Linked DNA regions of Sus scrofa: region 1 is linked to region 2. Evidence: chromatin contacts called from public Hi-C data. All regions are on one chromosome and are shown on one strand. Each heading gives the region's core, a stretch centred on a gene start, on an enhancer-like site or on the middle of the called end of the contact. The rest is flanking DNA. Distances are from core to core; before and after follow the strand shown.

Region 1 (5,867 bases), core at 254-2,753, 76 kb after region 2:
CCTTATTGAAAATTTTTCTGACTTGTCTCTTAATTTAGTTGAATTTATTCATTTATTGGCCTACTATAAAGATCCTTTGCCGCCAGAGTTATTGTGTATCTGTTCATTTTCATTATTTATTAGTTTAAATATAGGTATAGTAGATTAGACTGAATGCATTTCCCCCCACATCACAGCATATGGAAGTTCAGAGCTGCAGCCTTCACCACAGCTATGGCAACATCGGATCCTTAACCCACTGTGCCACAGTGAAATCTCCCAGAATGCATTAGAAACTTGTGTTTTTAGTGAATCCCAGTTAAAGGGTTATTCCTTTCAAAAAGAAATATAGTTAATTATGGCTTCTGGCTAGTTGGAGTTTAGAGAAAACTAAACAGGGTCTTTTATAATGATTTTTGTTTTTTCCATTATAGCTGGTTTATAGTGTTCTGTCAATTTTCTACTATACAGCAAGGTGACCCATTTACATATACATGTATACATTCTTTTTTCTCACATATACAGTGTCTTTTATTTAGTATGTGAAGAGGGAAAAAATTCTAGTAGTTTTATGACAGTACTATGTGAACAACCTGATATCAAAGCTCTGAAAAAGAAACCAGGCCTAGGAGATGAAAATCTAGGTAGGATTTTTAAGTTGAAGATATTTTAGATTCTACGATAGTAAGTTGTGGTTAATAGGAGGAAAATTATCATTAATCCTCATATAAGATCTGAAGTAATTGCTGCCCTTGAGAAAAGTGGGCATTGAAAACTGATATTATTCAATCTGCCTTTATGTCAGCCAAGCAAGATTTTTTTTCTGTAATCCATGCCTGTTTTTAACACTTCGAGTTTCACATAATTTTTAAAATACCTCATTTTTAAAATGAAATTTGCCTTTCTGGCCCTGACTTAGTGAGTGTACATATTTGTCTTTACTTTGAAATCTCATAATTGGGCCCTAGATTCTAGAGTGCTTTTAATTCTTAGGGTAGGGTAGCCACTACATGCCAAAACGTTTTGGTTTTTTTTGTTTTTTGGGGGGTTTTGTTTTGTTTTGTTTTGTTTTTATGAGAGTGAGGGGGAAAAGTGTAAAATTTTGGTGTAAATAGCTTGCTGTTAACGTGGGAATTCATAAAAGTAAAAATGATCTGATTGGTTTATTTAAAATTTAATAATAGAGGAAAAGCCAAAGAAACTAAAAAGGGACATCCTCAAAATGGCTTGTTTGTATATCCCCAAATATATATTCACTTACATGTTTTGTCAGAGACCAAAATTCAGGAAGCAAAATTTGGCTTCCTGGTGGTTTCTGGAGAGAATTGATCAGAGATTGCTTCTTGGCTAAGTTGCTGTCTGCATAGGCTGTTAACAATTGTTTCTCTGGTAGCAGATCTTGTTCATCAGCATTGCATCATTTCTGGGAGAATGGCCAAGGTCCACAGCCACAGTACAAAGACTGTCTGAAGCATATGAGGCCTGTTCTTTTTCTGAAGCGGCACTCCTCTTCCTGCCAGTCCTCTTCACAGGATTACTGAAGCAGACTTGTTCTGAATTTCTTTCATTGGATTGGCTGTTTATTGGACTCTAAACTCCCAGCTGCTTCCGGCTCACCTGGCTGATGCAATTTCTTTTTCTCAAATCTCTATTGGAGTTGTTCTTAAAGCACTTTTGTCTGTCTTCTCTGAGAGTGACCAGACGTATCAGATGGGTCTTGTGCTTTCAGCAAGTCATGTAGGAAAGACACTGTCAGAATGGCAGATACAGAGACTGTTGACCATTTCTGAAACCAATTTAAACAGAAATAATTACAAACCATTTCTGGCATGTTCATAACAACCTGTTTCTTAGAAATTGTATGTAAATGGTGGCTTCTCAACAGGCTGGTTCTGCTTCTGAGTCCAAGAACTTAACTATGCTTCCTGGGGTTCTGATAGATTGTTCTAGAAATAGTAAATTGAAATGCAGTTGAAGTTCTGATGCATTCCTTTTCCCCCCTTCTGTATACTCGTGTCCTTATTTCTCTTTTTGCTTCTGTTATTCTTTCTTTTTTGTTGTTGCTAAGGGAGTCTACTTCTTTGACTTAATTTTTTTCTTCCTCTTACTGTTACCTTCATACTTTTTAACTTTTATGTATTTTTTTTTTTAGGGCCACACATGCAGAACATGGAAGTTCCCAGGCTAGGAGTCGAATCAGAGCTACAGCTGCTGGCCTGCACCACATCCACAGCAGCACCAGATCCTTTAACCCACTCAGCAAGGCCAGGAATCGAACCCACATCCTCATGGATGCTAGTCGGGTTTGTTAATCACTGAGCCACAAGGGGAACTCCCATACCTTTTATTTTTATAATTCTGAGTATACTCGTTTAAAATTATTTCTAAAGAATAGATTATTTTCCAATTCTTAATAAAAAGTTAGAAATCTATAAGATATCGACGTAAAGTACATTTTTAAAGTTTTTTTAAGTTTTTTATTTTTCCTTATTAGAGCCCCACCTGCAGCATATGGAGGTGTTCCCAGGCTAGGAGTCGAATTGGAGCTGTAGCTGCTGGCCTACACCACAGCCATGCTAGATCCAAGCTGCGTCTGCGATCTGCACCACAGTGGGATTCTTAACCCACTGAGCGGGGCCAGGGATCGAACCTTCATCCTCATGGATACTAGTCAGATTCATTTTTGCTGAGCCACAATGGGAACTCCCAACATAAAGTACATTTACTCTCCATTGCTGGTAACTGGAATCCCACAAACAGATCTGTTCATTTTTATGTATGTTAACATATCACATGTTTAGTACCCCCTTCTGGCTAATGTTAAATTTGACTCTCTGCCTTCCTCCTCTCCCCCCTACCAAGCCCTGGATCATCACTTATTTTCCTTTCCTTTTTGTAGTGTAGGAAGCTACTTAAAGCTCTGTTTTCCACATTTTCCTTTGAGTAGTTGACCACAAATAGAATTAACTATTTGCCACCCTATAGTAAGGACAGTAGGATGGTGGAATGGAGTGGGGGCAAGAAAGGAGTAGTATGAACTTTAGTAGTTGATGGTAGATCCCCGTCTGGAGAGTAATTCTGACATTCAACTAAAGAAGAGCCTCTGATTTTAGGAATGGGTCAGTAGAGAAGAGAAGCATTCCTAGGAGAGATGAAAAAATCCTTTGGGAAATGGGAGAGAATTCTCATTTGAAGGAAAGAAAAAAAATTTCCCAGAGACAATATTTACCAATTTTTAAGTCAAATAAAGACATTTTCCTTTTATGTCCTTTGTTTTAATAGGTTCTGGCTTTATAAATAAGTGAGATAACAATATCAAGGGACAAAGATATAGTACTAGGTGGAACACAGAATGGTAAACAAGGCAATATACAGAAATGAAACAGAATCGTGAATAAAGTATTATTTCCAGAAGTTCCTGTTGTGGCCTAGCAGTAGCAACCCAACTAGTGTCCATGAAGTGTCGGGTTTGATTCCCTGGCCCCACTCAATGGATTAAGGATCTGGCATTGCTGTAAGCTGCTGTGTATGTCACCGCCGCCGACACAGCTTGGATCTGGCTTGGCTGTGGCTGTGGTGTAGGCCAGCAGCTATAGCTCTGGATCAGCTCCTAGCCTAGGAACTTCCATATGCCACAGATGTAGCCCTAAAAAGACAGAAAAATTATTTCTATAGAATTCTATGTGTCTATCTATGTTATTTCTTTTATGCTAATTATGTCTCAACTTTTTCTAGGTCTTCAGAGCTACTGGCAGATAATTTTGGGGGACTTCATATTCAGAGGTCTATAAAAAGGTGACTGAGCCAAATAAATTCTTTTAATTTGTTTGAATTTTTGTATTTTAATAAAGGCTAAAATTATAATTTTGATATAATGGTGATCATAATTTATTCAGAGAATATTCTCAAACACCTTTTATGTGCCAGGCACTGTTCTAAACTTTGGAGCTACAGCAGAGGATGAAACACAAAAATCGTTGTTTTCACAGAGTTTATGTTTCTGGTAGGAAGAGAGACAGACAAATTGTTTACAAGTAAAAGAAATCTTGAAACAGTTCCACCTAGAGACATTTAATTCTTTGCTGTTGTTGTTATTGTTGCTTTTTAGGGCCACACTTGTGGCATATGGAAGTTCCCAGGCTAGGGGTCGAATCAGAACTTCATCTGCAAGCTTATTTCACAGCCACAGCAACGCAGGATCCTAGCCAAATCTATAGCTTATAACACAGCTCATGGCAATGCCAGATACTTAACCCACTGAATGAGGCCAGGGGTCAAACCCACATCCTCATGGTTACTAGTTGAGTTGGTTACCACTGAGCCACAATGGGAACTCCAATTCTTGTCTCTCTTTCTAGGACATATCTCCAAACTATGTGATAAATTAGTAACTACTTTATCTACTAAGCTTGGTAAACTGTAGTTTACTAACTATATACTATTATCTTATAAAACTAAAGTAATTATAATAAAATACTGCATATGGATGGTCTGTTAAAAGTTTTCAGTTAACATTTTAATAGCTACATTTTGCAGAGCCTTCTTTAGGGAAGGAACTAGTTTCAGGATTATATGGGAACTTTGGTTTTGTTTTGTTTTTTAGTTTAAAAAAAGTGCCATTATTTTGAAAGCATTATTTGGAACAAGATAGCCAAGCGCTTCATCACAAGAGTAGAAGTCATGTAAAATTACCCAAAAAGAAAATGGAAGAATGCATGGGAAGAGAAACTCATAGTTAACTACTTAAAGTTATTTATCAACCATCCAAATTAGCTAGGTCAGGAATTTATTCAGGAATGTATTAATCACTTCCTCATTTATTAAGGAGATACTATCTAAAATGATGTTTTCTTCTTTTCCTTTTAGTATTCTTTTTTAAATTACTTAGAAAAATAACTACTGTCAGCTTAGTTTTCTAAGTTTTCCTTTATCTAGACACCTACTTTTTTATGGGCATATAGTAGTAATGGCTATGACAAAGGATTTTTTTAACAGTGTTGGGGAAAGGGGGCATTCTTTACTCAAAACACAGGTTAAGATTCCTGTGTCGGTCATGGGTGGTATGATCATTATTAGAGTCTGCTCTGGTTATTAAATCAGGCAGCCTTTGGGTTGTTGTTTTTTTCTTTCTTTCTTTTTTTAATTCAAATTATGCTGTGAAACCAAATAGAGAAAGAATAGTAACCAACAGGTCCTTCCCTGACCACCGCCCCCCCTTATTTTTTTGCTTTCTAGGGCTGCGCCCATGGCATATGGAGGTTCCCAGGGTAGGGGTTGAATCGGACCTATGGCTGCTGGACTACACCACAGCCACAGCAACGCAGGATCCAAGCCACGTCTGCAGTCTACACCACAGCTCATAGCAACACCCGATCCTTAACCCACTGAGCAAGGCCAGGGATCTAACCTGTATCCTCATGGATGCTAATCAGATTCATTAACCACCATGCCATGACAGGAACTCCCCCAATGTTTAAGTATGCCCCTTAGGGTTTATTTGATAAATATTCTCTCTTCTATTATTGGTAGATTTTATTTCAGTTTCCAAGAGCCTTGGAGGATGTATTCCTCTACTCTGTTAGGATATGTTGTTAGAGAAATCAAACATTTATGAGTAAGATGGGCCCAAAGGCATAAAGTTATATTAGTCACTTCTCTTTTATGAGCTGTGAGGAAGCAGTAGGTTGGAAGATTTGCCCTTCTCGTTTCAGTCTCAAGTCTAACATGTCACCTCAGGTTGAGTAGAAGCAGGTATATTGCCACACCCAAATCTGGAGAGTCCTGGGTCCGATTAGTGAGATCTAGCTCTTTCAAAATGTAGGTGCCAGGGAGGACTGCTTAGTTTATAGCTGTTCTAGCATTTTAAAATAATGATACAAACAAGTAAT
Region 2 (6,229 bases), core at 1,017-3,516:
CTGCTGGCTTACACCACAGCCACAGCAACACCAGATCCCAACTGTGTCTGCGACCTACACCACAGCTCACGGCAATGCAAGATCTTTAACCCACTGAGCAAGGACAGGGATCAAACCTGAAACCTCATGGTTCCTAGTCAGATTCATTTCCACTGCACCAAGAGACGGGAACTCCCTCCACTGTATTTATTTATTTATTTATTTTTGTCTTTTTGCCATTTCCAGGGCCACTTCCGAGGCACATGGAGGTTCCCAGGCTAGGGGTTGAACTGGAGCTGTAGCCACCGGCCTACGCCAGAGCCATAGCAATGCGGGATCCGAGCCGAGTCTGCAACCTACACCACAGCTCATGGCAATGCTGGATCCTTAACCCACTGAGCAAGGCCAGGGATCGAACCTGCAACCTCATGGTTCCTAGTCGGATTTGTTAACCGCTGTGCCACGATGGGAACTCCCACTGTATTTATTTTTAAGGGCACCATCTATTTTAATTATATGCCTGGTAACATGTTAATCTCACTTAAATCTTACAAAAGCTCTTATCATTTTGCATATGAGGAAACTGCAAGATGAGTTACCAATGAGACCAAAAGTTTCCTTTGAGGTAAAATTTACCAATTTAAATATCTTAAACTGTACCACTCAGTGTTTCATAGTATAGTCACAATGTGGTACAACCATCACTACCATCGAATTCCAGGACATTCTCAACACTCCAAAAAATAAACCCCATCCATACCCTTTGGCTATCATCCCCCCACCTCATTCCCCCAGCTCTGAACCACAAATCTGTCTCTATATAATTTGCCCATTATAGACATTTCATACAAAAGGAATCACATATGTGGTCTTTATGGACTTTTTTTCACTTTGCAAGTTTTCAAGACTCGTCCATGTTGTAGCATGCTTCAGTACTTCACTTTTTTAATGACCAAATAATACTGTATTGTATGATTGTGTGGTGGATATACCACTTTTGTTTATCTATTCATCAGCTAAGGACATTAGGATTATTTCCAATGCTCAATGCTGCTGGGCACATTCATGTCTAAGTTTTTGTTTGAACATCTGCTTTCAGTTCTCTTGGGTATACCTACCAGGAGAAATGCTGAGTCATATGACAATACTATTTTTTTTTTTTTTTTTTTTGTCTTTTTGCTATTTCTTTGGGCCACTCCCGCGGCATATGGAGCTTCCCAGGCTAGGGGTCGAATCGGAGCTGTAGCCCCCAGCCTATGCCAGAGCCACAGCAACACAGGATCCAAGCCGCGTCTGCAACCTACACCACAGCTCAGGGCAACGCCGGATCGTTAACCCACTGAGCAAGGGCAGGGACCAAACCCGAAACCTCATGGTTCCTAGTCGGATTCGTTAACCACTGCGCCACGACGGGAACTCCTTTTTTTTTTTTTTTTTTTTTTTTCTCGACAATACTCTTTAACTTTTTTGAGGGAAGTACAAACTGTTCTCCAAAGTGGCTGTACCATTTTTCATTCCCACCGGCAATGCCTAAGTGCTCCAATCCACCACATTCTTACTGAAACTTGGAACTGCCTATTTTGAAAAAAACTTTTAGGAGTTCCTGTTGTGGCTTAGCAGAAACAAATCTGACTAGTATCCATGAGGAGATGGGTTCAATCCCTGGCCTCACTCAGTGGGTTAAGGACCCAGCATTGCCATGAATTGTGGTGTAGGTGGCAGGTGAGGCTCAGATCTGGCATTGCTGTGACTGTGGTGTAGACCAGGGACTACAGCTCTGATTTGAACCCTAGCCTGGGAACCTCCATGCACCACAGGTATGGCCCTAAAAAGACCACAAAAAAAAGAAAGAAAAGAAAAAAACTTTTAACCAAATAGGTATTTTACCGTAGCTTTACTTTGCATTTTCCTAATTACTAGTGATATTGATCATCGTTCCACGTGATTATTTACCATATGTGTATCATCTTTAGAGAAATATTCAAGCCTCTGCCCATTTTTAAACTGGGTTATCTTTACATTGTTGAACTGTAAAAATGCCCTTCTAAAATCATTTAAGTTGAAGATATGTATGACGAAATAAAATTTATATTTTAAGGCAGGACAAGGAAAAAATTAAAGGCAAAATTCTGTTTGGCCTCCTCCCTCGCTCATGTGCTTTACACATTAACCAGAGCTACTCAAAGATGGAAGTGCCTGCTTACAGCAAAGATCAATTTTTTTTTTCTTCTAACCCCAGCAATGTAACTTCTTAAAAGAATAGTGTACTTTCTCATCTCTGAAAGAGGTTATGGTGACTTGTTGCTTACCTGGACTATGTATCCTTGGTGAACTTTATAAAAAATATCAGTATGTCATTTTGATGTATGATTCCTTGTCTAAAAAATATATATGACAAGACTCCCCCCACCCCATCGTGACTGAGTGGTTAAAGATCCCGACTAGTATCCACGAAGACTCAGGTTCAATTTCCGGCCTCGCTCTGTGGGTTAAGGATCCGATGCTGCCATAAACTGTGGTGCAGGTTGAGGACTCAACTTGCATCTGGCGTTGCTGTGGCTGTGGTGTAGGCCGGCAGCTGTAGCTCCAATTCCATCCCCAGCCTGGGAACTTCCATATGCCGGTGGGTACGGCCCCAAAAAAGACAAACAAAAACAAGACAAAAAACGTATATGGCTATGCCTTCCGAGGCAAAACGATTCTCAGGGTTTTCAGAGAAATCTCCTTCCAGGGTTATAATCCTCAGTTTGGCTTAAATAAAATTCTCTTTTAAAATTCTTGGCAGTTAACCTTCCTCAAGTATTTAAAGAAAAATACTAAGTAAACAATAGTAACATACGTTAGGTAACATGTTACTTTGGGGGCAAAACATTTAGCCTCTGTGAGACTCAGGTTCGCCGGCTTTAAAACAGAGTGGCCCCTGCTTGAAAGTTGCTGGAACAAATGAATTTACGTGTGTGAAGCGCTTACTCGGAACCAGCGGGATAAACACTAACATCGACCACTACCACAACTGACGACGAGGCCAACGGCGTTCCAGATTCTGCCTGCAGGGAGTCCTGCCCGCAACTGCAGGAGCGGACCACCACCTACCGAAGTCCACCCTGCAAACAAACGCTCTTCCTCCCGACGTGCACCAGAGCCCGCCCCCAGGTTGGTGCCGCTATGGCCGTGCCACTCGACTTCCGTTTCCGGGGCGCCGAGGCAGTTTCCGGCGGCGTGACCTGAGCGCGTCGGGCAGCGTGGTCCCGGAGCCGGAAGGGTCAGCGCAGGCGGCTGGTAAACGGGCGGTGGGTGGGAGTGGCCGGGTAGGGTACCAATGACCCTTGGGAGGGAGAGTCAACCGTCCTCTTGAGACCCTGGCTGTCGACGGGTGCACTTCAGCCCGATCCACGGCGGAGCCCTTCTCACTCCCTTTTACTGGGTTTCATCAGCTCCCCGGGTTTCCTGTGATTTGGGCCCTGGGGGTGGGTGTCGGGAAACGTGGGTTTCATTCCAGCCGGCGCTACTGGTTAGCTCTCTGATCTTGGTAGGTCTTTCCGTGAGCTTCATCTGCCTTATTTGGAAGATAGAAGTCGTATCACTGATTGTGCGCTCCTTAATGGCGGGGACTGAATGTTATTTGTGTTAGACACCGTGTCCTGTCCCAGATTCAGAACAAGGACAGTGTAGGTACTCTGCGCCTACTTAAGTTGTTTTGATTCACAAAATCTTTGAACATCTGTTGAGAGCTTTTGATCTCCACTCCCAGCTTTCTAGACCCTTATACTCCACCTCGTCCCTTATCCTACCAAATGCTCAGGTAAAGGAAATTTGGCTTACTGTTCACATCTCTCTTGATGCCCATCTTTGGATCCCAGGGTCTGGACTCTTCTAGACATTCAAATATTTGTTGTAACTAGATAGTAGGTATTCTTTTTTGATCATTTTAAAATGCATGAATAACCACTTCAAGGAGAAAAATTGACATCCTTAATCAGTATGCTCAATAGCAGTATGCTATTCCCACTTAAGTCTTTCAACAGCTGCCAGAGAGAGTCATTTTTCGGTTCTCATTTGGCAGGTGAGGAAGTTGAGGCATTGGAGAATAAACTTTTTTTAGTCATTCTTTGAATGGTGAGGGCAAGAATTCAAACCTTGGTCTGAAATCCCAAAGCCCCATGTTCCTAACTGCTTCCTGAAACAGGACTATATGCCAAAGTATTTTTTTGTTTGTTTGTTTGTTTTTTGTCTTTTTGCCTTTTCTAGGGCTGCACCTGCAGCAAAGTATTTTTGAATGTGCTCTAGCAGCTTCTGTTTTGGGATTAACTGTTTTATTTATGTGATGGCTGTTATCAGGCTAGGTGCTCCCAAACCAAACATTGATGCTGTGAAAATACTGTCTCTTTTTCTTCCATAGTATCTATATTGCTTGTTTAATAATTTTTTTTTTTTTAATCTTTTTAGGGTCGCACCTGCAGCATATGGAAGTTACCAGGCTAGGGGCTGAATCAGAGCTGCAGCTGCCTGCCTACACCACAGCCACAGCAGCACCAGATCTGAGCCGCATCTGCTACCTACATCCCAGCTCATGGCAATGCCAGATCCTTAACCCACTGAGCAAGGCCAGGGGTGGAACCTGCATCCTCACGGATACTAGTCGGATTCATTTCCACTGTGCCACAATGGGAACTCTGAAAATATTTTTAATTATAGTTGAAATAAGAGGTGATAATGTTTGGGCATGATTTCTTTATCTGTACTACTTTTGAAAGGATTATATTCAGGATCTTGGAAGCACTGCCAGTATGTCTGATGTTCAAGAGTCCACTAACCCACTCCTGGATGTGAATCTTCTTGAGAACCAGAGCTCTACACAAGTGACCGAAAGTGGCCCCAAAAGTGAGTCCGAGCATCTCCGAGTCACTATTGGAGCCACTGTGCCTACTGGTTTTGAGCAAACAGCTGCAGATGAAGTGAGAGAGAAATTGGGATCATCATGCAAAATCAGCAAAGACCGGGGCAAGATATATTTTGACATTTCAGTGGAAAGTCTGGCTCAGGTTTGAATGAAGCAATATTTAAAATAATTTTCTAAATAGATCATTTTATGGTTGCTTTCTAGTTTTGCTTTGCTCTGCTCTGCCCCAAATCAGGTGTTTTTAAAGTATTACTATGTTTGCCATTGGGTACTGATTTGTGAGTTTGATTAGTAGGTTTGCTCTCTTTTGTAGAAATGATCCTAATATTTCCTGAGGATGAATTTACCACAAAGAATCTTCTGTGACTTGTGAAGAAATTCTTAGTATCTGCTACACATCTTGGAATTTACTTCAGCATCTAGCTGAAGCTTAGACCTCAGTGGTGCAGCATAAAAGCTTCATTTGTGTCAGATTTATTCTTGCTTAAAAGTAATTAGGAATCACTTAGTGTGAGAAGTGAAGGTCAGCAAACTGCCATCCCACTAGAGTGAAACCTAAGGTGTTTCTCATTACCGCATAAGCAACATGAGGGCAGGGATTGTTTTCTGGATTCTGTGGGGGTTTTTTGGTCAATATCTTCCAAGTTCTTAGTATCTGGCACATGATAGACACACAGTACATATTTGTGGGTTGAATTGGTAAGCAAGTATTTTTCATTGAGTGTTTTATTTAACCTAAGCGGCTTTATGAAGATGGGCACTACCATTATCCTCATTAATGATTAGGCTTAGGACTAAGTAATTATGCAGCGTTGCTTAGCTAATAACCACAGAGGTAGAGTTCAGACCCTACACAATGTACCCTAGGGAGCTATGAGGGTATTATAAAGCCCCACTTGACTGTCTTCATCTTTGGCTTCCCTAAATCCGGGTTGCCCACACAGCACTTCAAGCTTCTATTCTTCCATCTGTCCTTTTTCCTTTTCTCTAGGGATATAGAAACAGATGGGTGACCAAAAAAAAAAAAAAAAAAGAGGAGACTGGGGAGATGGGAAATTTTTAAATACAAATTATAGATATTAGCTGCTTTAAAACCTTTACACCTAATTTTTATATTTAAATGTTGATGGTTAATGTGCTTCAAAAGCTTTCTCAGAAATTTGTTTCTAACATTTTTTTTTCCCTCCCAGGTTCATTGTCTGAGATCAGTTGATAACTTATTTGTGGTTGTTCAAGAGTTTAAGGATTACCAGTTCAAAGAAACAAAGGTGAGTTATCCCAAATGTAGTACCTGATTTTCAGCCATCCTCTCAAAGAGATTATTTCCACTTTTCTCATTTTGTGTTATCA

Evidence for each region. Hi-C and Micro-C count contacts between places; a contact is called where the count stands out from the background.
Region 1: a Hi-C map of skeletal muscle shows a contact between it and region 2, with 2.3 times the contacts expected there. The contact joins the enhancer-like site here to the promoter of THUMPD3 in region 2. A contact is called at or near these places in 5 of 47 Hi-C or Micro-C datasets (embryonic fibroblasts, epiblast stem cells, fibroblasts and 2 more) and 2 of 2 datasets of contacts at active chromatin or transcription factors (alveolar macrophages and skeletal muscle).

The regions. Positions count from the first base shown.
Region 1 is chr13:65,795,203-65,801,069 of Sscrofa11.1, forward strand. SETD5 (SET domain-containing protein 5) reads left to right here. Exons shown (of 25, transcript XM_013981946.2): 2 at 3,715-3,774. Among named protein-coding and RNA genes, the nearest start is that of SETD5, 38 kb to the left of the region's middle. Within about 2 kb of position 1,504, at least 34 of the 83 cell types and tissues checked have an H3K27ac peak or open chromatin away from gene starts, as enhancers often do. A contact at or near this core is called in alveolar macrophages, embryonic fibroblasts and skeletal muscle, where this site is marked.
Region 2 is chr13:65,718,290-65,724,518 of Sscrofa11.1, forward strand. It overlaps THUMPD3 (THUMP domain-containing protein 3), which reads left to right and starts at 2,267. Exons shown (of 11, transcript XR_002338099.1): 1 at 2,267-3,258; 2 at 4,734-5,021; 3 at 6,070-6,147. The region is part of intron 1 of SRGAP3 (SLIT-ROBO Rho GTPase-activating protein 3); the gene reads right to left.